Regions from separate parts of the Sus scrofa genome. Here region 1 is linked to region 2. Evidence: chromatin contacts called from public Hi-C data. All regions are on one chromosome and are shown on one strand. The core of a region is the stretch at or near the end of the contact, and the rest is flanking DNA. Distances in the headings are between cores, read along the strand shown.

Region 1 (6,918 bases), core at 3,494-5,993, 100 kb after region 2:
CCACCTGCCCAGCCCTGCGTGTCCCCACGTCCCCGCTGTGCCAGCCGAGGGAGGGCACTCGAGAGAGCATGGGGGCCTGCTGGTCCTTAGCCTAACCTGCCCTCTGGAGCCCTCCCTCTGGTAGCTTGAGAGCTGAGGGTGGTGGCGCTGCTCTGTTGTGCCCGGATGGGGTCTCTGTACCCCCCCACCCCCACCTCACGGGGTCCCTGCGCCTCCCCCAGTACTTCATCCTGCTGCTGCTCATCTTTCTGCTGGAGATCATCGCCGGAGTCCTGGCCTACGTCTACTACCAGCAGGTGCGCGGCTGGGGCGGGCCGCAGGGGCGCGTACACGCACAGGGTGTGCACGCGCATGAGCACGGACACGCACGTGCCCTGGGAAGGAAGAGATGCACACAGGCAGGGACACGTGCACGCGACCCCACAGGTTCCATGCTGACCGTCGTGTCGTCAGGCCCTGGAGGTGGGACCGTGTCACCAGGGAGGACCCCCACAGGGGTGGCCAGTCTGCCTGCAGCACCCAAGCCACCCACCTGGGGGCCCCAGTGTGCCCTCCCTGCCCCCGACCCCCCACCCCATGCCATCTGGGTGACGTTCCCGGGCACCTGACCCACCCCAGGCAGCGTCTGTCTCCAGACCTGTTTGGCACCTTCTGCGCCTCTCCCGTCTGTGCCCATCCCCGCGCTGCCCTCCTCCCCGCTTCTTAGTCTTTGTGGCTGAAGCTGTCGCCACCTTGCCACAGCTGAGTGCAGAGCTCAAGGCGAACCTGAAGGACACTCTGAGCAAGCGCTACCGCCAGCCGGGCCACGAGGGTGTGACCAGCGCCACGGATAAGCTGCAGCAGGAGGTCGGTGGGTGGCGCCGGGCGGCGTCTCCCCTGACGTCTGTCGGAGCCCTGGCTGCTGCGGGGGTTGTGGGGAGGGGACGGGGCTCAGCCCGGGCCATGTTCCCGTGCAGTTCCACTGCTGTGGCAGCAACAACTCCCAGGACTGGCGGGACAGTGAGTGGATCCTCTCGGGTGAGGCAGGCGACCGTGTGGTTCCTGACAGCTGCTGCAAGACGGTGGTGGCGGGCTGCGGGCGGCGGGACCACGCCTCCAACATCTACAAAGTGGAGGTAGGCCGGTGGGGGCCCTGGCACCCGGGATGCTGGAGGCGGGTGTCCCCGCACCCGAGGGGCCCGGGGCTGGGGAAGAGGCCCCCCCTACCCTCGACGCGCCGCTCACCCCCACTCCCACCCCAGGGCGGCTGCATCACCAGGCTGGAGACCTTCATCCGGGAGCACCTGAGGATCATCGGGGCTGTGGGCATCGGCATCGCCTGTGTGCAGGTGCGGGCGCGGGGCGGCGCGGGCGCGGGGCACGGGGCGGCACGGGCACAGGCGCGTGCTCATGCCGGCTCTTGGCTCAGGTGTTCGGCATGATCTTCACGTGCTGCCTGTACAAGAGCCTGAAGCTGGAGCACTACTGACCTGCCCACGGACCTGGGCCCACGCCTGCACCGCAGCTTCTCAGGATGCGCTGACTACTGACGGCTAGGGGCTGCGGTCCCAGGACGCGGCTCCTCCCCTCCCACACTGCCAGGGAGGTGGTGTCCTCATGCCAGGGCCCACGACCGTGCCATCACCGCGACTCCTGGGGACCGCCAACCCCAGAGGGAGCTTCAAGTGCCTTTAGCTGCCACCAAAGTCCCACGGCCCAGCCCGGTCCCTCCTGCCTCTGGGGTGGCTGGGGCTTGAGCTCAAACCGTAAAGGCCCCATGCCCGCTGCCCTCTCCTTTGGGGTATTGTTCCCTGATAACCTGGCTCCGTCGCGGGGCTGGTCTGTGCCAAGTTAGGCGGAAGCTGGCCAGCCCGGGGCCAGTGCCAGGCGGCAGGCAGCAGGTGAGGAAGCCGGGTGCCTGCCTGCTCCAGGAAGAGCAAGAGCCCTCCCGGCCTGGCCTCTGCGCCCACTTACCTGCTGCTCCCACCACCATCTAAAGGCCCAGATGGACGGCCACATGCTGACGCCCCCTCCGGGGCAGGGCAGCCCTCTGGGCCTCCTTCACTGCTGTATCCCCATGCCTAGGACTGCTCCTGCTTTGTGATAGGTGCTCAATAAACGCCTGTGGACCAGATGGCTGAACTGAGTGACAGACACGGCCCTCAGGGCCTTCCCGTCCACTCACCCAGCGCCACAAGGGACGGGGCCAAGTGTGAGCCTAGGACTCAAGGGAGAGGCGGCCAGTGGCAGGGACAGCTGAGCACAGGCCTTGGTGCAAAGCCCCAGCCATTCTCAGACAGGAAGTCGGTGGTGTGGCCAGAGCCCCAAAGAGGGAGTGGGGACACACTCTGGGTGTGTGTGGCCTTGGGGCCACTGGGCAGGGACCAGGTACAGGGGGAGGGGAAGGTGCTGGCAGTGGGAGCCAGGGCCAGAAAAGGGCGCTAGGCCTGCAGGGGCAGCCAGGATGTGGCCACCGCGCCCCTTCACCCTAGGGTTTGCCCAGCTCCTCTCCACCGCTGGGGCAGACCTCATCTTTCCCCCAACGGGTCTCCTCACCTGCAGGCAGAGGACCCGACCTCAGACACATGCCGGCCCCGAGAAGGCTGCCTTCCTCCCCAGCTGTACTCTCCTGCCTTCGCTCTGGAGGCCACTGGGGCTTCCCCGACCCCAGGCCAAGGCTTCCAGCTCTAAGGCTCAGCCCGAGCCGGGATGGGACGGAGGCACTCAGGGGACTGTGTGTTAATACCTGGGGCGCTGGGTGCCTATCCAGCCCTGACACCTCCGCAGGGCCCCCTCCGACCCTCTGGGGGTGTCCCAGGGTAGCTGTGAAGAGGAGGGGCCGCTGGGCTTGGGTGGTGCCTGGAAGCAGTGCTCTCAGGGTGGCAGCTGTAACCCTAGGGGCTCTGTTCAGGATCAGAAAGTCTGGCTCTTCAGGTCCTGGGGGAGTGGACGTGAGGACTGCCACGGGGGGGGGGGGGGGGGGAGCACTGGCACCTCTGTGCCTTCTGGGGGCAGGAGTGAGCCCCTGGCGGAGCACTACCATGTGGCCGGCTCTGCCTCCTCCGGAGCAGCGAGGGCCGAGTTCACCCCAAAGTGGCCTCGCCCGCCAGGCAGGACACCGGGACGGGGGGGATGGGAGGGGCAGGGCGTCCCACAGAGCCAGGCCGACTCTTAAGACCTCCTTGGGTCTTCAAAAGCTTTTATTGGATGGTTCTGTCCAGAGAGGGAGACGTGTGCACAGGGCTGTGGGCAGGCAGGCCTCCAGCTCCCCACACCTCCGGAGGGTCTCTGGGCCAACCGCTGCGTGTCGGCTGCATGTCACTTCTCCAGGGGCGCGTAGTTGAGCAGCTTCTCGATCAGGTCCACGTGGGCCAGCAGCATGCGGCGGCAGCAGTAGCGCTTCAGGCCCAGCGCGTCCAGGGCATCCCTGCAGGCCAGGAGAAAGCTGATAGGGCCTGGCCCGGGCTGGAGCAGACGCAGCTCAGCGGCTGCAGGGTCGTTCCTCGGCCCTGCTCCCAGAGTCGAGGAGACACGGCCCATCACTCTCAAGGCCTCTGGTGTGCACAGGTGGCAGCTTGGCAAAGGGGAGGCGAGGCTGGGCGGCCCCTGCCCGTGACCTCCCAGGGATGGGTCCTGTGCAGGTGCCGGCGGTAACTCACACTCTGCTCGCTCTAGCAGCCTCCTCAGAGCCGGGCGCCAACACCCAGCCCATCCATTGCTTCCCTGTTTCCCGACATGCCAGCACCGAGAGCCTACGGCTCGCTTGCGGGCACACCCCAGGGCCCAGAGGTTCAAATATGATCAGGGCACGGCGCCGGCCCCACAGGAGCCAAACGTCAGACTCTAGTCAGGGCAGAAATTCAGACATGGTGCTAACTGCAGTGCCAAGGGGCCAGCACAGGAAAAGGACCCCCACTCCCCAACGACCGCCCGCGGATGAGGGCTACGCGGTTAGTAAACTTGCCCCGTGTAATTGGTAAAAACCAAACGAGTCTACAGAACGTGGGGTGGGCCTAACAACGGACAGCAAGTGGAGAGAGGAGGCCGAGGCCTTATTTGCGGAGTAGGCGCCGAGACTCGCGAGGATGCCTAGAAGCCCCCGACACGAGCGGCTTCGTGCCCAGCCCCCCTCCCCTCCTCTCCCCGGTCTGCGGGGTGGCGGGGACTGCTTTTCTGAGCACACACCCGGAGAACAGCGCCGGAAGAGACTCGCGTACTGAACGCCTCCAGGGTCACCTGGACTCTGACGGGAGTACTGCTGGCCCCCGCTCCGCAGGCCGGGACCCGCCGACCCCAACCCCCCCGCGGGCTGGCGGCCCGGGAAGCGCTTCCCGACCGCGCCGGAAGACCCCCTCGCCGGCCCGGCGCCTTACCCCTCGGTGTACTCGGCCTGCAGCAGCCCCAGGTAGGCCTCCCACTTGTTGCCGACGATCTTGCCGCACGTGAAACAGCGAACAGGGATGATCATGGCGGCAGCGAGGCAGCCAGCGGCCAAGCGCCTAAATCCCACGGCGCTTCCGCCTGCGGCGCTGGCCCCGCCCCGGGCGCGCCCATAGCATGGGGGGGTGACCGTCCCCTCCCAAACTCCCCCGCCCGGCTCGCCCTTCGCCGACCGGCCTTGCCCGTCCCGGTGCCGTCAGTATCCGCTACCCGCGGCGGCGAGTTTCCTCCGCGCGGATCGGGGTTCCCGGGGTCCACACTGCCGCGGCAGTAGCAGATGGAGACCCCCGTCTGCCGCTTTGGTACGTCCCGATCTACGGCGCCCGGGCAGGGCCGGAAGGGCCCGGCGGCGGCGTTCGCTTTTCTCGTGTGCGGATGACTGACAGCTGCGCGGCGGGCTGAAGGCGCGCACAGGTACAGCGCCCTCGGCGGGGACGCAGCTGGGGTCCCGCTGCCCGCGCGTCAGAGCCGGGACCAGCTCCGAACCCGGGCCCACGAGCTGGCGCGAGTTTCGGGCCCCGAGTGTGGAGCCCGAGCGGATTCGCAGCAACAAGTTGCGCTTCGGGCGGGGGGGCGCGGCGACCCCCGCAGGCGCGGAGAGCGGCTGACCTGCGGCCAGTGCGTGCTGGGCGACAGGAAAGGAAGTCGCCCCTGCCCGCGGACCCCCAGGGGTCTCTGCGCTGAGTCTGTGGGCCCCCCGGGGTCGCCGCCCGGCCCGATCGCCCACTAATGATCCCGGCCCGGTAGTTGCCCGTATCCTTGACGGCGGGAGGGTGCGGTGGAAGCGACCAGACTGGCGGCTCCAACCCCTGGCGCTGCTTCGATCCGTCTCGCCCCTGTCCCTCCTCCCTTCTTCCTGGGCAAAGGGCTGAGAGAGGGTGCGGGAAGGGGCTAGCTGCACGCGTCGCAGGCCAGGCTGTGTTGGGTCGGTTGCCTGTGATCTGGGAACGTCGGACCTGTGCGGGCGGGGAGGGTGGTCAGGGGGTCGTCGTGGGTGCAGTGTCTTTTGAGCTGAACCTTGAAGAGCCATCCCGAGTGTGTGTGAGGGAGCAGGACCGTCCAGCACTGGGAATCCTTAGGCAGAGGTCTGGAGGCGGAACCCATGGGAACGCTTTTGCTCTTGGGCCAGAGTAGATGCCATGTGGGAGCTGGAAGTGACGGCTCAGGAGCCCCGACAGACTGAAAGGGAGGGAGGCTGTATCTCTGGGAATGAGGTGGGGTTAGTCTCATAATTCTGAGGCTGGGGCCTGGGGGGAAGGGCCGTGTACAGTGAGAAGTAGGGAAGCCTCCCTGGAGGAGGTGAGCTTTGGGCCAAGGAGGAGGGCGGATGTGTGCACAGTGGCGCTTGTGACTTAGGGAGCCCTGCGGGCTCTCAGCACCAGCGCTTGTTGGGGTGGGTGGGGCCAAGCTGGCCCCAGGCATCAGCTAACGGTCCGGCTTTCACTGAGGTCCCCAGGGTGCTGGAGAGGCTGGCCAGAGCTGCTGCCCGCCTGGACTTTGTGTCCCCACCTTCGCCCACCCTGCCACGTGCAGAGCCACGTGCAGAGGCCACTTCCCTGCCCACCCCTTCCCAGGCGGGCTGGACGCACATCCTGCCTTGAGTCACAGGGGCCTGGGGTCAGACCCAGGCTCAGCTGCAGAGGCGGCCGCGTCTGCGGAGGTGAGGGAGACGGGGGACCTGGGATGCCAGCTGGCGAGAGCTGGGAGTGGGAGCGGGTGTGGGCAGAAGGCTTCCTGGAGGAGGGGCCGCCTCTCGCCCAGCGGTTGTTTACTCCCAGGGAGGGAGGACAGGGAGCCAAGTGGACATTCCTGGAATTCTGAGAGCTGCGTGTGGACTGGGGGGGCGGTGGCAGCCTCTCTCCAGCGTCCCGATTTCCCAGGAGAGGCCGTGGGGGCGGCCTGGCTGCGTGCGGGCCCCACACTCACGTGCAGAGGCGCCCTGGGGCACTTGCCCCTCCGGCTCCACTCCCCTGGCCCAGGCCTGGCCACACTATACCAGAGGCCCCGCGCGCCTCCGAGGTCAGCCCTGCCCCCTGCTCAGCGGCCCTGGGTGGCTCTGTCCTTCTGTGTGTGCCGCGGGGAGCAGGCCGGAGTGGGCAGGAACAGGAGGGGTAGGGAGGGAGAGCTGCGCTCACATGCGGTTTGGAACCCGTGAGCCTGTTTCCTGCTGGAGAAGGGTCACTTCGGGGCAGGCGGGGCACAGGGGAATTGGGCACTGAGGTTTATGCTGAGACCCTTGGCCCCGAGTGTTGTCCTGGAAACAGGCTGGCCTCGGGGACAGCGCTGTCCCCAGGAGTCAGCTGACGGGCCCCCTGGTCCTGCTTCGCAGCCTCTGCTTCCCCCGTCTGTGCAGTGTGGGTGGAGCAGAAGCTGCCCGGCTGGAGGGCCCCGATCCTGGCTGTGTAGGCCTGGGGTCCTGGGCTCAGCGCCGAGTCCCCAAAGCTTTGGGTACACTTGTGCTCACAGGGGGCCACACGAGTGTGCTCAGACCCTGACCCA
Region 2 (7,323 bases), core at 468-2,967:
AAGGGAGCTCTGGGGCGTGGCCCATGAACCTCGAGAATGAGGACGTTGTGTGTGGCAAGAACAAAAATGAGGGCTGGCAGCCTCCGTGGTCCCCAGGGGAGGGAGTTCCCTCAAGGAAATGGGGGGCAGACAGGGGCCGACAGGAGGGCAGTCCGAGGAGCTCCGGGCTGACCTTCAGGGTCACTGCCCCCAAAGGCTGCTGGCCCTTCCAGCTGAGTGACCACTGTCTTGCTCCCTAGGATTCTGGGTGACTAGCTGTGCCCACCCTCAGGCTGCTCCAGGACAAGGCCTATGTCTGACCCCCATGTCACAGCCCCAAGGACAGAGAAGAGAACAAGGATGGCGAGAGGCAGGTGCTGAGAAGGTTCTGGAAGGAGCCTAGAGTGCTGAAAGGAGGGAAAGGAGTTCAGGGAGCAGGTATGCTGCAGAGGAGGGCCAGGCTGCTTACAGGCGGTTGTGTAGGCACAGGGACGACAGGGCACGGGGTAAATGCTGGGGAAGGATGGGTGGGCTGGTCAGCCAGCCGTGTGCAGGGCAGGTATGCGTTGGGGAGTAGTTTGCAGGGCAGGCGCGCGTCGGTCGTGCAGGTGTGTGGGGGGCAGGTGCGCGAGGCAGGTGCGAGGCAGGTGCAGACAGGTGCGAGGGAACCGCGGGCCGGCGGCACTTGCCTGCGAACGCGGCGGCCGCGGCGGCCTCGTCCGGGCCGGGCAGGGCCTCGGCGCCCATGTCCATGTGCCCGGGTTCGGCGGCCATCACCGCCACGGCCGTCACCCGCCGCGTCTCGCGCTCCGCCTCCGAGTCCCCGTCCTCCTCGGAGTCCTCGTCTCTGCTGAGCACCGGCTCCTCCGCCTCGCCTCCCGCCGCGGCCGCGGCCGCCGCCGCCACAGCGGCCGCGGCCGCCACCGCCGCCGCCTCGGCCAGGCCCAGCTGCTTGGCGGCCGAGTCCGAGTCCTCCATCCGGACTCCGCCGAGCCCGCCCGAAGGCGCCGGCCGGGGCCGCCCGAAGGCCGGGACGGGGCCCGAAGCGCTCCTGCCGAGGACGCCGTCCGAGCCGGGCCGAGCCGAGCCGAGCCGCGCCGAGGCCGCCCGAAGCCGACCGCCGAGCCAAGCCGGGGCTGCCCGAATAGGAGCCGATCCGGCACGAAGCTGCCCAGTCGAGCCGAGCCGAGACCAAGGGTCTGGAACCGAGGGGGGCCGAGGTGACCCGAAGTGCGGGGCCGAGTCGGTCCGAATTGGTCCGAGGCCGCACGAGGGTTTCCGAGCGGCCGGCGCTGGCCCTCCTCAGGGCCCAGGAGGCCGCGACGGCCGCGGTCCCCAACCAAGGGGGGTCACGGACGGAGAAGCCGACTCTCGCCGGCCTCCGACGCAGCGCGACCCGGGCAAGAGAACCTCGCGCCGCAGGCTCCGCCCGCCCCCACCTCCCGCTGGAGCCGAGCGCGCCCGAGGAGGAGCCGAGCGAAGCCGAACTCTCCCGAGCCGGGATCCTCACGAGCCTCGGCTCTCCGCCTCCTCCTGTCCGAAAGTGCCCGAGCGCTGTCGGACGCGCTAATCGGGCCTCGGCCCCGGTTCGGAATCAACTCCCGAAGCGCGGCGCCGTCGAACCCCTTCGGGAGCAGAATCGAAAATGGCCGAAGGGACCCCGTTCGCGTCCGGAGCCAAGAGGCTGCCGGGATCGCGGCGGATTCGGCGGGCGGGGCGAGCGGGGCGGGGCGAGCGGGCGAGCGGGGCGGGGCCCGGGGGCAAGATGGCGGCCTCGCGGCGAGGTGAGGGCCCGGGCGGTGCCGCGCGGGGCCGGGTGGAGGTCGTTCCGGAGCGGGGATTCGGTTGGCGCGGTTCCTCCCGGTGTGGGAAAGGCCGAGCGGCTGGCGCGGCTCGCGGGGGTCATTAGCGGCTGGACTTGGTGTGGCCGTGGGGTGGGAGCCCGGCCCCGAGAGCCAGTCCCGGGCGCACCGGGATGCAGAGCCGCCTCGGTGCGGCCGCCCTCCCCCGCCCGCTGTGGCCAGTGCGGCCCCGGGCGCCGCGGACGCGCTGACCGAGCACCCTGCGGGGGCCAGTGGGCCAGCAGCGAGCGAGAGCGGCGGGCACCCCGGGCAGGCACGTGGGCCCGCCGGCGGCCTTGGGTTGCGCGGGGTCTCGCCGGGACTCGCCCGGTCTCCGCAGCGCCCGCGCCTCTTTCAGTCTGTGTGACAAGAAGGAGACGAGTGGGTGGCACGCGGTGTACACTCAGTCCAATAAAAAAAGGCCGATTGCCAGGAGTTCCCTGGTGGCCGGCGGGCTAAGCACCTGCGTTGTCACTGCCGTGGCGCCGGTTCGATCCCTGGCCCGGGAGCCTCCGCCTGAAGGGGGCCCCCGTTTCCATATCTGGGCCGCCCTGCGCGAAGAGGAGCTGGGAGGGAGGCTGGCGTCTTACAAAGAAGTACTGTCCGGGTCTGAGTTTAGAGCTTTCTTGGCAGGGGGGTTCCAAAGCGCCAGACCTTTGTCGGCAGAAGCCCGCGGTTCTTTTTGCGCGATTTCCTTTGGTGGAGAATTAAGTTTGCACAGCAGCAGGACCACCTGGCACCCCTGCTCTGGCACCTCAGGGAAAACATTTGTTCTCTTTGCTTCCACGTTTCACTTCTTTTCTGACACAGCTGTTCACAGCCACGTTGTTATTACAGTAAATCATTGACAGAAATGCTAAATCTGGAGTTCCCGTTGTGGTTCAGCAGGTTAAGAACCCAACTAGTATCCATGAGGGTGCAGGTTCAGTCCCTGGTCTCACTCAGTGGGTTAAGGATCCTGCGTGGCCGTGAGCTGCGGTGTAGGTCGCAGACGCGGCTTGGCGGGGCTGTGGCTGTGGTGTAGGCCTACAGCTGCAGCTCCGACTTTACCTCTCGCCTGAGAATTTCTACATGCCGCAGGTGCAGCTCTAAAACAAAGCCAAAAAAATACACACACGAAAAGCTAAGTCCTAAAAGCCACAGCTGTATTTTGTCAGAACGAGCTCCGCTCCGTGGGTCTGGAATGGTTAGGATGGCATCTCTGCTCCCAACCACCCTTCATGCTAAGTGTTTAAATCCTGTATCACTTAAGGTTTCTGTGCAGCATTTTTCCTAAGTCGCCCCCTCATCTCAGTCTATAACAGTGGGCAGCTGGCAAATACATTTGAGTTCTGAAGCAAACCTTCAGGAGAAGACTCAGAGGGAGGAAAATCCCAGCTAACATGAAGTGCACCGGAGTGATGACGCGTCTGGGCAGCTGGCTCAGCCCAGGCCTGGGAGAGGAGGGTCGGGCTTAGAGAGCACCTCTCCCGTAGCGCGATGCAGGTCCATTAATGATCCATGCTCGGCAGCCCTCCTTGCCTCCCGGGGCCTGCACGGCCCCCAGATCCACCCAGGGAGATGCGGGCTCACCCCTTGACGTCCCCCCCAGAGCAGAGCTTCGAGCTTCTCTCCCGGGGCAAACGAGCAGATGGAATAGCAGCGATCCGCAGGCTGCCTCACGTCTCTGTCCTGTCTGCTGCCGGGCGGGTTCTGAGTCGTTCCTGATGCACCTGCAGGTCGCAGATGTGTGAGCAGAGGAAAACACCCGTGGAACTCCGAGCCAGGGCACGCCGGGGCCAAGGGTGACTGGACTGTCTTCCAAGCAGGCCTCCAGCTCAGAAGACGCTGTCGCGGGAGGAGGGACCCCGCTGCCTCTGGGGCACCCTCATCTCAAGATGACGGGAGAGTGGGTACCTGTTGTGGGTAGGAGAGGCTCCAAGAGGCGCACGAGGAAAAGAGACTGGATTGCTGGCTCGGAAGTTCTCACTTGGGAGACATACTTGGGGACATGCATAAAATCTCAGAAGAAACCAAGTGTCTGTTATCAGTGACAAAGACTTCTTTTCATCTGCACATGTGGCAAATACGCAGAAGCCACAGGAGATGAGCTGCATCTCCTTCCCTGACAGTGGAGTGGATCTAAGCTTTGCCTCGTGGGTACACCCTGCCTCCAGGCCTCAGGTTCAGAGAGGCAGGTGGCCAGCCTCTCCTTGGAGGGACCGGTGCAGAAGTGCTGGAAAGGAACGAAGCTGCAGGCCCTAAACACCCAGTGAAGGAGTTCCCGCTGTGCCACAGCAGGTTAAGGACCCGGCCTTGTCTCTGAGGTTGCACAGGTTCAGTCTCTGGCCCTGGCATGTCGTTGTGCTGCAGGTGCAGCTACAAACGAGAAAACCCAGTCACAGTGAGCGGAGGGCAGGCCCGCCTCGCATCCTGCTAGGACGTGGGCCTCACGGACGGACCCCTTCTCTTCCAGGGAGAACTTCTGCCACGGTGGTATCCTGCTGCTGCCGCCCTCGTTCAGCCAAAGACCAGGCCAGGCGACGTCGGCCCTCAGCTCCCGCTTTTTGCTCCTTTGATCCCCTGCCCCCAGCCCTGCCTTTGGAGTTGAAGTAGGAACCCCACTTCTAAGTGGGAGGGAGGGCTGCTCCCTGCCCCACCGTTCCAGAGTCACTGTGGCTCCCCCAGTGGCGCCTTGGCTCCCTCGCCCTCCTGCACGGTCCCGCCACGGGGTGGGGGGTGGAGGATGCAAACCCCTCACGGGAGGATCTAGAGACCCCTTGTAGCTCAGGAAGGCTGCTGGTGGATGTGTAACTGCCGCCCCTCCCCCCAAAGAGAGAATGGTATTTTCTTTAAAGAAAATGAAAAAAGCGGCTTTTCTTTTTTTTTTTCCTTTTGGCCATGCCTGTGGCTTCCACAAGTTCCAGGCCCAGGGATGGAACCCAAGCCTCAGCAGCAACACCACCAGGTCCTTAGCCCAGTGCACCCCTTGGGAACTCCAAAAAGCCGCTTTTTTCTCTCCATGGTCATAACTGGGACCGGTTGAGGCGTGCCCCTGTGGAAGCCAGCGAGCTGGGGCTGTGCTCGAAGCCAGGACACCCCCTGGGGGGAGCCAGCCCCGGAGCCTGACCTGTGTGTCCGCATGGCCTGTTGTCCGGCCCCAAGGTGGGCCCCTGGGCAGGGTTGTCAGCTGGGCTAGAGTCCTTAACTGCCGGCCAGCTCTCGTCGCTCCCTCTGCAGGCGCTGCTCCATCTGAGTGGGGCGTGTTACTCTCTTTACTTCCTGGCCACGCTCCTGCTGATCGCGTATAAAAGTAAGTCACGCTCGAAAAGCCAGCTCGGGGTGCGGGTGCCCTGCCTCCCGTGACGGGAGCTCGGTCTCCCATTGTTCTCAGGCCAAGTTTTCACCTATCCTCACGGCTTCCTGGTCCTTGACCTGACTCTGCTCTTCCTGATGGGGATTCTGGAAGCAACGCGGCTGTACCTCGGTGAGTTCTCTGAAAAGCACGTGGCACTTGGAGCGACAGGATCGCCAGCTTTACGTGTGAACCTTTAAGCATCTGTCACTTGGAACACGGTTCTTAGAAACACGTGATGTAGCCTCGCCTCACAGGGTCTTTCCGTCTGTCTGTCCCTCTTTGTCCACAAGACAGTCTCGGCAGCATCCTTGGCGGAGGTGCTTCCCGTGTGTACATGCTGCCGGGTAACGGGCAGCACCAAGACTAGACCGCAGCTCCGCCATCAACTCTGGAGCCCCCAGAGAGTCACCTCACTCCTCCTGCCTCTTCTGTTGGCCGCAGGGTCAAGAGGAGAAGGATCTGGGGAGGCCCCATCGTGGCGCAGACACAAACCCCATTAGGGATCCATGAGGATGAGGGTTCGATCCCTGGCCTCGCTCAGTGGGTTAAGGATCCGGCGTTGCCATGAGCTGCGGTGTAGGTCGCAGACGCGGCTCAGACCCCACGTGGCTGTGGCTGTGGTGTAGGCCGGCGGCTGCAGCTCCGATTGGACCCCTGGCCTGGGAACCTCCCTCTGCCGGGGGTGCGCTTAGAAAAAATCAGGAATGTTACAGCCTCAGTACAGACAACACGCTCCTCCTTGCATTTGCCTTCTGACACGCTCAGAGCCCGCGCGGTGGCCACAGCAGCTTTTCCGTGGAAGTCCTCGAGTGTCGTGGGGTGCTAGTGAGCTGGCCCTGGTCCCCCGGTCAAGTCTCCAGAGCCCTCGCCAGCACAGGCTCCCAAAGGCAGCACTCACCCGTCCTGTCTGTTCTCTCCAGGCACCAAGGGCAACCTGACGGAGGCCGAGGTGCCGCTGGCCGCCAGCCTGGTCCTGACTGTGGGCGGCACCCTGCTGGCCATCTACTTCCTGCTCTGGCAGACCCTGGTGCTGCGGGCAGACTGGGTCCTTGGCGCCACGCTCCTGGTGCTCCATGGCCTGGAGGCCGTCCTGCAGGTGGTGGCCATCGCCGGCTTTGTCAGCTAGGCCCCTGCGGCAGCCCCGGCCAGGAGCCCTTCCTGAGGGTGAGACGGCCTGCCAGCCGTTGCCCAGGGGGAGGGCGTCCTTCTGCTGATGCGCCATGACCTTGGAGGGCCTGGCGGCTTGGGTGATCTCTGAGTCCTTGAGGCGGAGATGGGCTCAGGAGCCAGGGCAGAGCAAAATGCTGGGGCAGGCGGGGGCCCAGCGGAAGCCGGGACTGCCCGGGCGTCCTCCTCAGGAAGCGCAGGCCCCGCTTGGCTGGCAGGACCTCCATTCAGCAACCGCCCTGCCCCCTGGGCCGGAAGGCAGCGAGGGGCCGGGGACGAGCCCCGGGCAGACGCTGCTCTGCCTCTTCCACGAGAGAGTAATGCCAGAGAGCCAGGGCTTCTTCCCCCCGGGGACACAGGAAAGGCGAGCTTGAAGCGCCAGTGCCCAGGGGACAGAGCGCCTCCCTCAGCAGGACGTTGGCCCTGGGCACCGGGGACTTCGCCAGGGGGACCTTTGCCCACTCACAGACCCACTCCAGTGCCTCTGGAAGAAACCTGAGCTGATGTTTTCTGGCAACTTTCATTTGTTTCAGTTGTACATTTTCTGTGTTTGGAATAATACCGTGTTTGAATATCTAGACATTTTCTCTTCACTGTAGTTTTTAAATAAAGCGTTTATCCTTCCCTGAATTGCTCCCACCTAAAGCCCTCACCTCCTCCAGGGGTCTCCCTCAGAACGTCGGAGCACCGGCCCGTGCCCGGCAGGCCCCATCCCGCCTCACCCACAGCCCCGCGTAGTAGTGCTTCCTCACCCTGGCCTCAGGGGCATCAGTGGTGTCCTCCGTGGGGGGCGGGGGGGGCGAGTGGGAGCATGAGAGCTCCCTGCTCAGTCGCCTTTGGCTCGGGACCCATGCACACCTGTGGCCTGGAGGCGAGGTGGGGGCGCCCTCCTGCTTACCCTCGCTGGGCATTCGGCAGAGCTCCGCACCCTGCCTGCCGCCAACGGGCACCACGGTGAGTGGGGGGAGGCTGGGGTGGGTGCACCTGCTGTCTTTGGGG

Evidence for each region. Hi-C and Micro-C count contacts between places; a contact is called where the count stands out from the background.
Region 1: a Hi-C map of liver shows a contact between it and region 2, with 6 times the contacts expected there. The contact joins the promoter of TSPAN4 here to the promoter of TMEM80 in region 2. A contact is called at or near these places in 6 of 47 Hi-C or Micro-C datasets (alveolar macrophages, embryonic fibroblasts, heart right ventricle and 2 more) and 1 of 2 datasets of contacts at active chromatin or transcription factors (alveolar macrophages).

The regions. Positions count from the first base shown.
Region 1 is chr2:527,456-534,373 of Sscrofa11.1, forward strand. TSPAN4 (tetraspanin-4) reads left to right here and starts at 4,744. Exons shown (of 9, transcript XM_003122396.5): 1 at 4,744-4,833. It overlaps POLR2L (DNA-directed RNA polymerases I, II, and III subunit RPABC5), which reads right to left. Exons shown (of 2, transcript XM_003122384.5): 1 at 4,353-6,918; 2 at 3,159-3,406. The coding sequence starts at 4,447. The coding sequence ends at 3,298. It overlaps LOC102159969 (lysine-specific demethylase 6B-like), which reads right to left. Exons shown (of 2, transcript XM_013989732.2): 2 at 4,734-5,375. The coding sequence ends at 4,734. CD151 (CD151 molecule (Raph blood group)) reads left to right here. Exons shown (of 9, transcript NM_001243865.1): 5 at 222-296; 6 at 742-846; 7 at 957-1,115; 8 at 1,242-1,328; 9 at 1,409-2,113. The coding sequence ends at 1,468.
Region 2 is chr2:426,580-433,902 of Sscrofa11.1, forward strand. TMEM80 (transmembrane protein 80) reads left to right here and starts at 1,718. Exons shown (of 5, transcript NM_001244431.1): 1 at 1,718-1,763; 2 at 4,276-4,295; 3 at 5,019-5,112; 4 at 5,194-5,286; 5 at 6,078-6,954. The coding sequence starts at 1,745. The coding sequence ends at 6,283. DEAF1 (deformed epidermal autoregulatory factor 1 homolog) reads right to left here and starts at 1,005. Exons shown (of 12, transcript XM_021082564.1): 1 at 669-1,005. The coding sequence starts at 957.